Regions from separate parts of the Oryctolagus cuniculus genome. Here region 1 is linked to region 2. Evidence: chromatin contacts called from public Hi-C data. All regions are on one chromosome and are shown on one strand. Each heading gives the region's core, a stretch centred on a gene start, on an enhancer-like site or on the middle of the called end of the contact. The rest is flanking DNA. Distances are from core to core; before and after follow the strand shown.

Evidence for each region. Hi-C and Micro-C count contacts between places; a contact is called where the count stands out from the background.
Region 1: a Hi-C map of embryonic fibroblasts shows a contact between it and region 2, with 7 times the contacts expected there. The contact joins the promoter of CCDC142 here to the enhancer-like site in region 2. A contact is called at or near these places in 3 of 6 Hi-C or Micro-C datasets (ear pinna, embryonic fibroblasts and skin fibroblasts).

Annotation. Positions count from the first base shown.
Region 1 is chr2:128,466,057-128,471,411 of mOryCun1.1, reverse strand. CCDC142 (coiled-coil domain containing 142) reads right to left here and starts at 3,566. Exons shown (of 9, transcript XM_051837052.2): 1 at 2,383-3,566; 2 at 2,104-2,190; 3 at 1,882-2,031; 4 at 1,637-1,767; 5 at 1,450-1,563. The coding sequence starts at 3,439.
Region 2 is chr2:128,361,714-128,367,637 of mOryCun1.1, reverse strand. The region is part of intron 4 of M1AP (meiosis 1 associated protein); the gene reads right to left. Among named protein-coding and RNA genes, the nearest start is that of M1AP, 43 kb to the right of the region's middle. Within about 2 kb of position 2,912, at least 1 of the 8 cell types and tissues checked has an H3K27ac peak or open chromatin away from gene starts, as enhancers often do.

The DNA.
Region 1 (5,355 bases), core at 2,317-4,816, 100 kb before region 2:
CAGGGCCCAAGGACTTGGGCCATCCTCCACTGCCCTCCTGGGCCACAGCAGAGAGCTGGACTGGAAGAGGAGCAACCAGGTCTAGAACCCAGTGCCCATATGGGATGCCGGCACCGCAGGCGGAGGATTAACCAAGTGAGTCATGGTGCTGGGCCCAATAAATTTTTTTAAGATTTATTTTTATTTGAAAGGCAGAGCTACAGAGAGGCGGGGGGGGGGGGGGGGTCTTCCATCCAGTGGTTCATTCCCGAAATGGCCACAATTGCAGAGCTGAGCTGATCCAAAGCCAGGAGCCAGGAGCTTCTTCCAGGTCTCCCACGTGGGTGTTTGGGTCCAAAGACTTGGATCATCCTCTGCTGCTTTCCCAGGCCACAGCAGAGAACTGGATCGGAAGTGGAGCATCTGGGTTGCAAACCGGTGCCCACATGGGATGGCAGCACTGCAGGTGGCAGCTTTACCCACTATGCCACAGCGCTGGCCCAATAAATCTTAAAAAAATAAAATAAAAAGAGGGGCTGGAGCTCTGGGGTAGTAAGCTAAGCCTCTGCTTGTGGCGCCGGTATCCTATATGGGTACAGTGACCCGGCTTCTCTTCCAATATTCTGATCCAGCTCCCAGCTGATGGCCTGGGAAAGCAGAAGATAACCCAAGTGCTTGGGCTGCTGCACCAACATAGGAGACCCAGAAGAAGCTCCTGGCTCCTAGCTTCAAATCAGCCCAGTTCAGCTGTTGCAGCCATTTGCGGAGTGAACTAGCAAATGGAAGACCTCTCTCTGTCTCTCCCTCTCTCTTTGTAATTGTGCCTTTCAAATAAATACATTAAATATTAAAAAAAAGTCAAATAATGACTTGACACTTCAAAGAAATAAATCTTCCCCTTTAGAACCTCTAAGAAAATAATGAACCTCGGCAATATTCATCAGTGGCTACTAACACAAAATGAAGAGTATGACACTGGGGAGAGGGAAGGGGATACACAGATGAAACAAAATTGACTCTGAGTTGAGTCATTAATGCCTTGGTGATGGGAATATTATATTCCTCTCCACATTTAAGTGTGTTTGAAATCTCCCTTAGGAAGAGTCAAGGAGATAGAACAAAAGTGAACACAGCACGGCCAGGGCTGCGGCATAGTGAGCTCGGCTGCCCCCTGCAGTTCTGACAGCCCGTATTGGAGTGCCAGGCTCCTGGCTTCAGCCTGGACCAGCTCCGACTGCTGCAGCCATCTGGGGGAGTGAACCAGCAGATGGAAGACCGATTCTCTCTCTCTCACTCACACTTCTTTCAAGTAGATGAACAAACCTTTTAAAAAGTGAATACAGCAAGAAAAGATAAATCTAGCAGACTTCAGGGGCTTCCAAGCCACTGAGATCTTCCATTCTCCCCCTCCCACCTGATTTGGTACAGATCAGGGCCTTGTGCTGCTACTGTCGGGGCCCCTGTTCTCACCTGGATCTGCGCAGCCAACATCTGGATCTCCACACTCAGCTGCTGCTCCACCTCCAGAGCTGAGCTTTCCTCTGAGGCCAACCTAGACAGAGCCTCCGCCTCACGCAGCAGAGGCTATGGGTGGAGACGGAGTATGAGGGCTCGGGCCAGTGCAGGCTGCTCTCCTGCCCACTCCCCTCCCACTCACAGGTAGGTCCTTTTGGATCAGCAGCAGGAAGGAACGTGGGGCCCATGCTGCCAGGTGCCGCTGAGTCCTTCCCAAGAACCAGAGCAAGGTGGTCTGCAGGGTACAGAGCCCCAGGGCCGTGGGCGCAGGACCTGCGGATGGGAGCAGCAGAGTGAGCATCTTTAGGCAGCACGGGCGCCTTGAGGAGGAGGCGGGCTTCAGAACGGAGAAGGAGAAAGGGGGCTCTCCTCAGCCCCTCATCTCACCTGGAGGCCGACAGAAGAGCAGTCCTGACCCTGGTTCTCGGAGGGCGTCCAAGAGAGGAGGAAAGAGCTGTTGCAACAACTGCATAGTGTGAGAGGATGCCGGGAGGCTGTTCTGGTCCCTGACGGCTGATCCCAAGGCCTGGCAGAAACCTGAGCATGGAGGGGGGAGTCTGAGAGAGGGCAGCAACCTGGGACTGTGTCACCTCCAGCGCCCCTTCTCACCTTGGTCCCAGCTCCAGACAAGGGACTGATGGTGTAGGCTGTGACACAAGGAAGCCAGCTCCTTCTCACACTCCTGAGGCAGGGACGCTGGGGGAAGAAATGACTCTGGAGCCGGAAAACAAAGCCTCGGGTGCCACATCCCTGCCCAGTTAGGGGTAGGGTGGGAGGGGAGGTTTCCCTCAAGACTCAAGACTTCGCCTTGGAAGCTCCAATGGGATGGTCTGAACCCTATTCTTTCCAAAGGGCCTACCCAAACGCCCACCAAGTCCCAGCACTCACCCTGACCCAGTGCCTGACCCAGCTGTCGTGCCGCTGCACCGGGGTCTCTCCAGGGTCCCAGACTTAGGTCCAGACTCTGAGCACCGGCTGCCCACAGCAGGGTCCAATATTGACTCCACAGGGCCCCAGCCCCTCCAAGTCCCAGTCCCCCGCCGGCGGCACCCGCCATGCCCCCCACCAGGCCCAGAAGCCCTGGTAGCAGCTCCCGTTCCTCCTGGCACCGCCTGCGGAGCTGGTCCTTTAAACCGCATCCACTGAGCGCCTCATTGAGCTGCCTTGCCACCTGGCAACCTCGCTCCTCCGCCAGGAGGCGGAGCACACGGGCTGGGGGAAAAGGGCGAGCTGCCCCGGGAACGTGGCTCATGGCTTTTCCCTGCAGCCCATGGTAGGTGGGAAGTGACTGCAGCAGTTCGGCGAGTTGGGAGGACAGACCCGGGCTGGCGGGCGCCCGACCCAGAGCGCGAAGCTGCATCTCGATGGCGGCATCTAGGCGCTGGGCTGCTAGTCCGATGGGGCGCGCTAGGAGGAGCGGCTCGGGAGTCTCCCGAAGGCCGATTCGCTGGTGCACCCCTCGGGGAGTGTGCAGCCGCAGGTCGCGGCACAGCTGGGACCAGGCGCCAGAGCCGGGGGATGGCGAGCAGGCACACAGGGTCCGCAGGAGGCGCACGGCCGCTTGTAGGTGGCGGGCGCAGTCCCGGGCCTGGAGGAGCTGCTCCCGCTCGCGGTGCAGCCGCAACAACACGGCCCGGAGACGCTGCAGCGCGGGAGGCATCGGGCCGCCAGCCGCGGGCTCCCGCCTCCAGTCCGCAGAGCCAGCCTCATGGTCCTCGCCCGCGTCCTTGGGCGTTGGCCGCCACAGAGCTCCGCCGGGCCGGGGGTCCAGGCAGGGGATGCTCCCGGCAACTGGTAGCCCAGGGCAGCCACGAACCTCCTGGCGGAGAGCAGCCGCGCGTCTTCCCTCCCAGGGCTCCTCCCCAGCGCCCCCAGGCTGTGCCCACAGCGGGGACGCGGTCGTGAGCGGAGGCAGGGGGCCACTGGAGCGAGATGCCTGGGCCATCGGGTAGCGGGTTCGTAACAAGCTTAACGATTCCCGCTTCCCCGAGCCGCCCAACGCCCGCCGTGGCCGGGACTCCGCCCCATCCCTAGAGCCGTCAGCGCTTGTCCGCGAGTCCTGGGGACCGTCGTGAACTCTCTCGCGCTCCGTAATCGAAGTCTTCCGCCCCTAACAAAGATGGCCACCACCCTGTCCTACCCCGCCCTTGGGCGGGTATTGAATACTAAACTATCTGTCACTTTCGGGGTCTTGTAGACCGGAGATGGCTCCGATTGCGAAGACTGGGGGGTGGGGGGTGGAGGGGTGGGGATCAAGCTAGGTGGGAGATGTGACTAAATGGTGGAGGGTCCCTCTGGGCAGAGGCAGCCCCACTTGGGTCTATCTGCGGTCTGGACGTTTTCAGTAGGCTTTTACGCCCCCGGTGGCGGGCGGAGGTCTCTGGCGACTCACCCAGAGCCCCCTGACACGGCACCGCCTTCTTTTCCTGTAGACTGCCCTCTGAGGCCCGGCTGCCCACTAGGGGTCGCTGCTGCACCCCCGAACTCTGCAAGGAATTCAGTTCTGAAGACTACAGTGAAAAGATAAAAGGGACTTCCAGTTCCCCGCTACCCTGCTCATCTCGGTCACGCCTGTTTTCAGTTCGCTGTGCTTAGACCCGCGACCGACCAATGACCCGAAGAGCTTTCGGGGGTTTGGGAGGTTCAGGCCCTACCCTTGAGGATCTTAGGGAAGTGAGGAGCGGAGGACAGGGTGACAATTTTGCAGCAATAAAAGCTCAGAAGTGGGCGGACTTGAATAGGCGAGGGTCTCTGAGTTGAGGTTTGGGTAGTGAGTGGGTACATACGAGTGCTTGGCGGAAAGATGTTTATAGATAGAAGTACAATGTCAGCAAAGCCACTAAAACAAGGAAAAGTAAAGAGAACTTTAGTGAAAGAAGACCAGAGTGGAGGGTTTGGTTGGAACAATGACAGATGGGGTAAGAAAGAAGGTATCCGGTGGTCAGAAAGGCCTTGTCTAGCACAGGGAGGCCTCAAACAGGGAAGAGAAACTTAATGTGTCCAGAACTTAATTCATCATCTTTGCAAATTGATTTCTTCTAATCCCAATTTTGGTTAATAATACAAACTTCCGTCTTCCAGATGCTTAATCCAGAAATCTGAGAATCATTTGAAAAGTCTTCCCTTTTCTTTACTTCATGTTTAGTCACTAAAATCTCTTCTGAAATGCCTCTTGAAACAAACCTCTCATCAAAGCCTTAGTTCAAAGCCTCATTGTCTCCAGCCTGACCAGCTGTAATGCATGCTAACTACATACAACACGCAAATACACACCCACGCTAGACTCAACTGTTTCCCCAGCACCATTTCACACAACATTTCACTACCTAAACCAAGTCCGCTCGCGTCACTAAGAAGATAAAAGTCCATACCCATTGGGTCTTCAGACAGAGTTCCTGGCTCTGTCTGCCGGGATGGCCACCGATCTCTTTTTTCACATTTGTTGTGCGCCAGCTAGGTGCAAGACACTGTTTTAGGCGTTGAGAAGACAGCAGGAAATGAAATAGACAAAAATCTTTCTATTCAGTGAAGTAGAAGTATCTCACAGGGTCAGCCAATGAACAACCTAAGTAGTATGTTACATGTGAAACATGCAAAGAAAAAGCAAGAAAGAAAACAGTACTGAGTGGAGTTGAGAGGTTTCTCTTACAAAAAGGAGTGGTCAGAGAAGGCCTCCCCGACTGAGCTGGGCACACTTAAGTGGAGATCTAAAGGCGACAAAGGAGCGAGCCGTTCACTGGGGCATGGGCGTTGGAGATGGACGCGCACGTGGTTTCTTGCAGGAACTTCAGAGGATACCACTGTGGCTGAGGAGGGTGCCTAGAGGGTAGGAGAAGGCTCGGGAAGATGTTGGGGGCAGAT
Region 2 (5,924 bases), core at 1,663-4,162:
TTGTACCTTCTCTATCCCCCAGCTCAGTGCCTGGCACACAGCTGGAGCTTGGCACATGCCTGTCCTGAGTCGAACAATTGCTCTCATTACGTTTTCCTGTGACTCTTCTGCTTCAGCTAAGTTAGTCTCCTTGTCACATGACTTCCTTCCTTCCTTTGAGCTTTTATTGCTCTCTCGAATCCACGGCCTTCACCTCTTCCAGAATTCCACTCGGGACTGACTTTGTCCAGGAAGTTATGTTTACTTATATCCTCTCTGATCTGGCTTTAATTAGTAACCCTTGGGTATCGGTGGTGGGCCTCATTTGGGCAATATTAGGCACACTTGTTAATTTGATTCTTCTGAAGGGTTTTCTATGAAAGGTGCTAGAATTTAATGAAAAGACCAGGTTTTGTATTGTGGCTTGAAAGTTGTTAGCTATGTGGTTTTGGGCAAAGTGAGGATAGTATGTCTTATTAGAGTGAAGCATTACAAAGCGAGATGATTATCTATGAATGGCATGCACTAAATCCAACATTTGTCATTTTCTTCCTTCTCTCTCATCATGAGTAGTTCTCATAGGATGACTGTACTTTTTTTTAAAAAACTTTATTTTCCTGATCACTTCCCTTGGTCACTGCTTTTTCCCCACCACTACATTTATAAGAACACGAACACCTTGTACTGTGTTTCTCACATACAACCACATGAACTAAATCCAGAGGGTGGGGAAACGGACTCACTTCTCAGATGTTGAAGAGCAGCTCCCACATTGGCTGTAGAGTAGGGCGCTCGGCAGCAAAGGGGATGGGTCCCCACTGACACGTGGCGCAAAGCAGGAAGGTTACAGGAGTGAGGCTGGCCTGGGAGGGAGGCCTCTGGTTTTTGGACTTACCCTGCCCCTCTGTGGCCACAAGCAGTGACAACCTCTGCTGAGCTATTTCTAAGCTTTTCTGGAACGGCTACAGTAAATGGGAAAAACCAAATGATGGAAAACTAGGTAATGCCCAAAGCAGACTCCTCAAAAATAAGCCCTAAACAGTCACAAAATTGAAGTATATTTAAAATAGCAGCCAGTAACACACACAGGTGCATACACAGTGGCGGATTCCTCTCTTGACGTAAAGTGTCTGACTTAGAGGCCCAGGAAAACGGCACTGCTGCCCACTCCTGCACATTTTCTCCACTCCCATAAAAGTCCCCTCCTCTAGGCCAGACCTCTTCCTTTCCAAACAACTCGCATGTATCCTGTCCTTGGGCATCATGGGAGGGTTTCAGGAGTTTTGGGAACCCTCTGAAATGACATTCATCTGTATGTGCATAAATATATTTTAGGTTAGTGGGGGAAAGGGATTAGGCCTTCAGCTTTTTATCAGATTCTCAAAAGAGCTCTGTGAACCCCAAAATGTCAATAACTATTGCAGAGACTATGGAGCCTTAGCATCTTAGCACGCCTGGGTCGGTTTAATCACAGCTGTCTGTTTTCTGAATACAGCAGTAGCCAGAGGCTGTTAACAACTCGCGTAAGTAATGAGAGCACGAGGAGCTTGCTCAGGAACAACTACACACAGCCATTCAATCACTGCCCTTCAATCAGCACAAATGAGGATCATCTCCAACAGCTCACAGGTTGTGGCCATCTAGCTTGTCTTCCTGAGCACATCTACCTCATTTGCAGAGGTGATGTCTGACCCTGGGAAAAGAGGATGGCAGGCAAGGGTGGTGGTGGTCATGGCCACGTGGACTCAGGGCAGAGAACTAAGTGTAGGAATGGACCCAGTGGCAGCCATCTTCTTGGGGCCCCAATCCACAGAGGGCTGAAACATCTCTAGGACTATAATGAGTAGGAGAAAATTTATATCCCTGAGAATTTTAACTGTTCTCTGTGAGAATGCTATTTTAATTAATTCATTCACTTTTTCAGTAATTCCTCCATGCATTTATTGTTCAAGTAATTATTAATTTAGCACCTTTTATGATCAGGCAATGCTTGGTGTCATCAAGAAAAGAGCCAAGGGCAGGTGTTGTGGTGCAGCAGGCTAAGTCACTACTTGGCGTGCTCACAGTCCATATCATGTGCTGATTTGGGTCCTGCTTACTATGTTTCTGATCCAACTTCCTGCTAATGCACCTGAGAAGGCATTGGATTATGGCCCAAGTGCTTGGGTTCCTGCCATTCACATGGGAGACCTGGATGGAGTTCTGAGCTCCTGGATTTGGCTTGGCCCAGTCCCAGTTGTTGAAAGTATTTGAGGAATAAACCAGCAGATGGAAGATCTCTCTGTATCTGTCTCCCTGTTATTCTTTCAAATAAATAAATAAAATAAATCTTAAAAGATAGTTTACTTGCTAGTGAGAGAACAGACAATAAAAAGATATGACTGCAGATCGTAGTAGATACCATGAAGAAATGAAAGCACAAAGGGTATGTGTGTGTGTGTGTGTGTATGTGCACACATACTTTAGCTTGGCTGGTTAGTGAAGTATTCTCTAAGGAGGTAACGGTGGAGCACAGACATGAAAACATTTGTGGCAAGATTGCTCTTCATAGAGGGATGAGCAAATTCAAAGGTCTTGAGGTGGGAACACACTTGGTGTGCTGGGATACCATGAAGGAATAGCAAAAAGGTTAGAGAGAGGAAGGGAGGACTGGCTATCAGTTGCTGGCCTGAGGGGTGAGGCCCCCAAAGAAGCATGCTCCTGTAACAACCGTGGACACTATATGCTCTGTAGAAGGGTGGGTCCCGTTATTGCAAGATTTTGGCTTTGCTCAGGAGGTGCACAAGAATGGGGCAGAGTTGAGCTAGCTCTCTTTTTTTGTAGCTCTTAGCTCCTCAACAACTGTTGAATTAGTGTCTTAAAAATACTTCTTTCAGGGATTGAGAAACTGTGTGTTCCCACATAGCTCAGCCCAGCCCTCCCACACAGGCTTTCTTGTGATGTGGCAGTGGTAGGCAGTGGGGCAGGTGGTAGGGAAATCTGGAAGCTCTACAGGCAGGGTTTAAGCCATGAGGCTCTTCTTTGACCTCTGCAGCCTGCAGTACCAGGCCTCTTTTCCAGCCTTTGTTGGCTAGCCAGGGACTTCTATAGTTAGAGGCTACCCACCCATCTGCCTCTAATCAAACCAGTACCGCTTATGGTGGGTTAGAAAAAGATCTGCCTGTTAACTAAAGAGTGACATATAAGTGGTTCTCAGTGGATGATTTGCATAATTACTGACAAGCTAGGCATTGTTTAAGTACGTCTGGACTGCTGTAATAAAATTCCACAAACTTGTTTCTTACAAAAAATAGAAATGTACTCTCTGACATCCAATCCTGCACTGAGCAGCAAGATTTGCCCTGCCCTGGCCAGGCCAGAGAGGAGATCCTGCAGATGTAGAAGGGACTGGTTAGGAAAGTGTGTGCCTGTGGGCACAGATGTAGCACCGTACCCACTTCTGCATCCACAGTGCTAGCACAGTGGTTGTTGGAACCTTGCGCTAAGGGTTCACTTGAGTATAAAACGATGACATTCAACACCTGAAAGCACTTAGTCAACTTTAAAGCATCATACTTTAGGATAAAGGATGGAAGATTACAAAGCCACCTCCTAGCTGTCTTTGTGGATGTGAACATTTTGGCAGTAAAACCAGTGTCATGTCTTTCCCTCCCTCCCTTCCTTTCTTCTTTCTGAAAATATCCTCTTCAATAAAATATGTGGTCCAAGCTGTAAGAAAATATGTTTTGTCTGTATTTTAATTTATGGAGAAAATGCAGCCCATATGCAAAAGATGTTGGACACGCTGACTGAGATATACTAAAGTCTGACTTGGAAAAACACTAGACATAGAAGGTACTTAAACATCTGCTGGTTCACTCCCCAAATGATGGCAGTGGCTAGAGCTGGGCCAACTCAAAGCCTTGAGCCAGGAGCTCCACCCAGGTCTCCCATATTGGTGCAGGGGCCCAAGTACTTGGACCATCTTCCACTGCTTTCCCAGGCATATTAGCAGGGAGCTAGATCAAAAGTGGAGCAGCTGGGACTCAAACCAGGGTCTACATGGAATGTTGGCACAGCAAGTGGTGGCTTTACCTGCTATGCTACAGTGCCGACTCCATAGTGCTAACTAATTTCTCTAATTACAAGTGACGTTAAGCATGTTTTCATGCTTAAGGACCATTTAAAATCCTTTCTGAATTATCTGTTCAGGTCTTTTGTCCATTTTTTTCTGCAGAGTTTTTGGTCTTTTCTCCCTCAATCTTAAAGTATTCTATATATATTATGGATTTTTTCCCACCATGGTATGAATTGCAAATACTTCTCCCAGTTTTTCAGTTGTCTTTTGACACTGCTTGTGGTTTTTTTATTTTTTTTTTTTTATTTTTTGACAGGCGGAGTGGACAGTAAGAGAGAGAGAGAGACAGAGAGAAAGGTCTTCCTTTGCCGTTGGTTCACCCTCCAATGGCTGTCGCGGCCTGTGCACCGCGCTGATCCGATGGCAGGAGCCAGGTACTTATCCCGACCGGGACTAGAACCCGATGTGCCAGTGCCGCAAGGCGGAGGATTAGCCTAGTGAGCCGTGGCGCCAGTTGCTTGTGGTTCTTTTTACCATGCCCAAGTTTCTCACTTTTTATATAGCTAAATAAATGAAGTTTATTTCACATGCATTTTGAGTCATAGTTAGAAACCTTTTTCTATATGAGATGATGAAGGAAATCAGTTTTTTTAGTATTTTTTTTTAAAGATTTATTTATTTGTTTGAAAGGCAGAGCTATAGAAAGAGACAGGGGGAGAGAGAGAGATCTTCCATCTACTGGCTTACTCCTCAAATGGCTGCAGGGCCAGGCTTACTCCTCAAAGGGCAGGGCCAGGCTGAAGCCAGGAGCCAGGAGCTTCCTCCAGGCTTCCACATGGGTGCAGGGCCCAAGCACTCAGGTCATTCTCCACTGCTTTCCCAGGCAGAGAGCTGGATCAAAAGTGGAGCAGCCAGGACACAAACTGGTGCCTATATGGTGTGCTGGTGTTGCAGGAGGCAGCTTAATCTGCCACACCACAACACTGGCCCTTTCTAGTACTTTCTAATATAATTCTTTACATTTACATCTCTGGCCCATTAGTTGTCCCAGAACCACTTTTGGAACAAGTCTATCTTTTTCCTAGTGATTTGAGATGGCCCCTTTATCCTGCATTAAATTCCCATCTATACGTCTGTTTCTGGACGTTGAATATGTATACAGCCGTGCCCCAACCAGTTCTTGTACTATCTATGCTCTAGTGCTAGGAAAATGATGGATTGTTTCAGACAGAGAAATGGCCAGACTGTCCACATGGGGGGAGTCAGCAATGCAAGACATTGGCCAAGTGAAGCAGAGGTGTGTGTCTGTGCATGTTAGGGATGAGGGTGAGGAGAAGAACTGTGGATTAATCAGAGGAATTTCTGTTAAGTCACAAGCTCCTAATGATATAGAGAGGAATGGTGGGGAGTTTGAGCTTACTGGGTAAACAGGAGGTTGAAAATGTGGGTTTTTTAAAAAAAGAATCAAAGTGATCCAGAGTGAAAAAGGCATTTCTAGGCTGATTAGCCCCTAACAAACCCATCTTCCTTTGAATTACAGCTTTAAACTGTAGGCGGTACTTAAAAAAAAAAAAAAAATCCAACTATCTAAGGGCTCCAGAAACTCAACAAAAGTAGTTATGGGAGAAGACTTGAAACTCTGAGTAAGTGACCATTAGAGAATGAGTTCTTCATTTTTAGCTCTGCCCTGAGGATGGCAGTGCGGGAGTGGCTAAAACTTTGATAGAATAGAAAAGCCTCCGTCTCCCTGGCCTTGCCAGGACTTGCAGAGAGTGAAGAAGAAGTCCATGACAGCAGCCAGAGCAGAGCGCCCTAAATGAGGCGCTGAAACCCGGTCCCCACACTGGGCTGACTCCTGCGTTACACTCGTAGTGGGGAACTGAAAGCT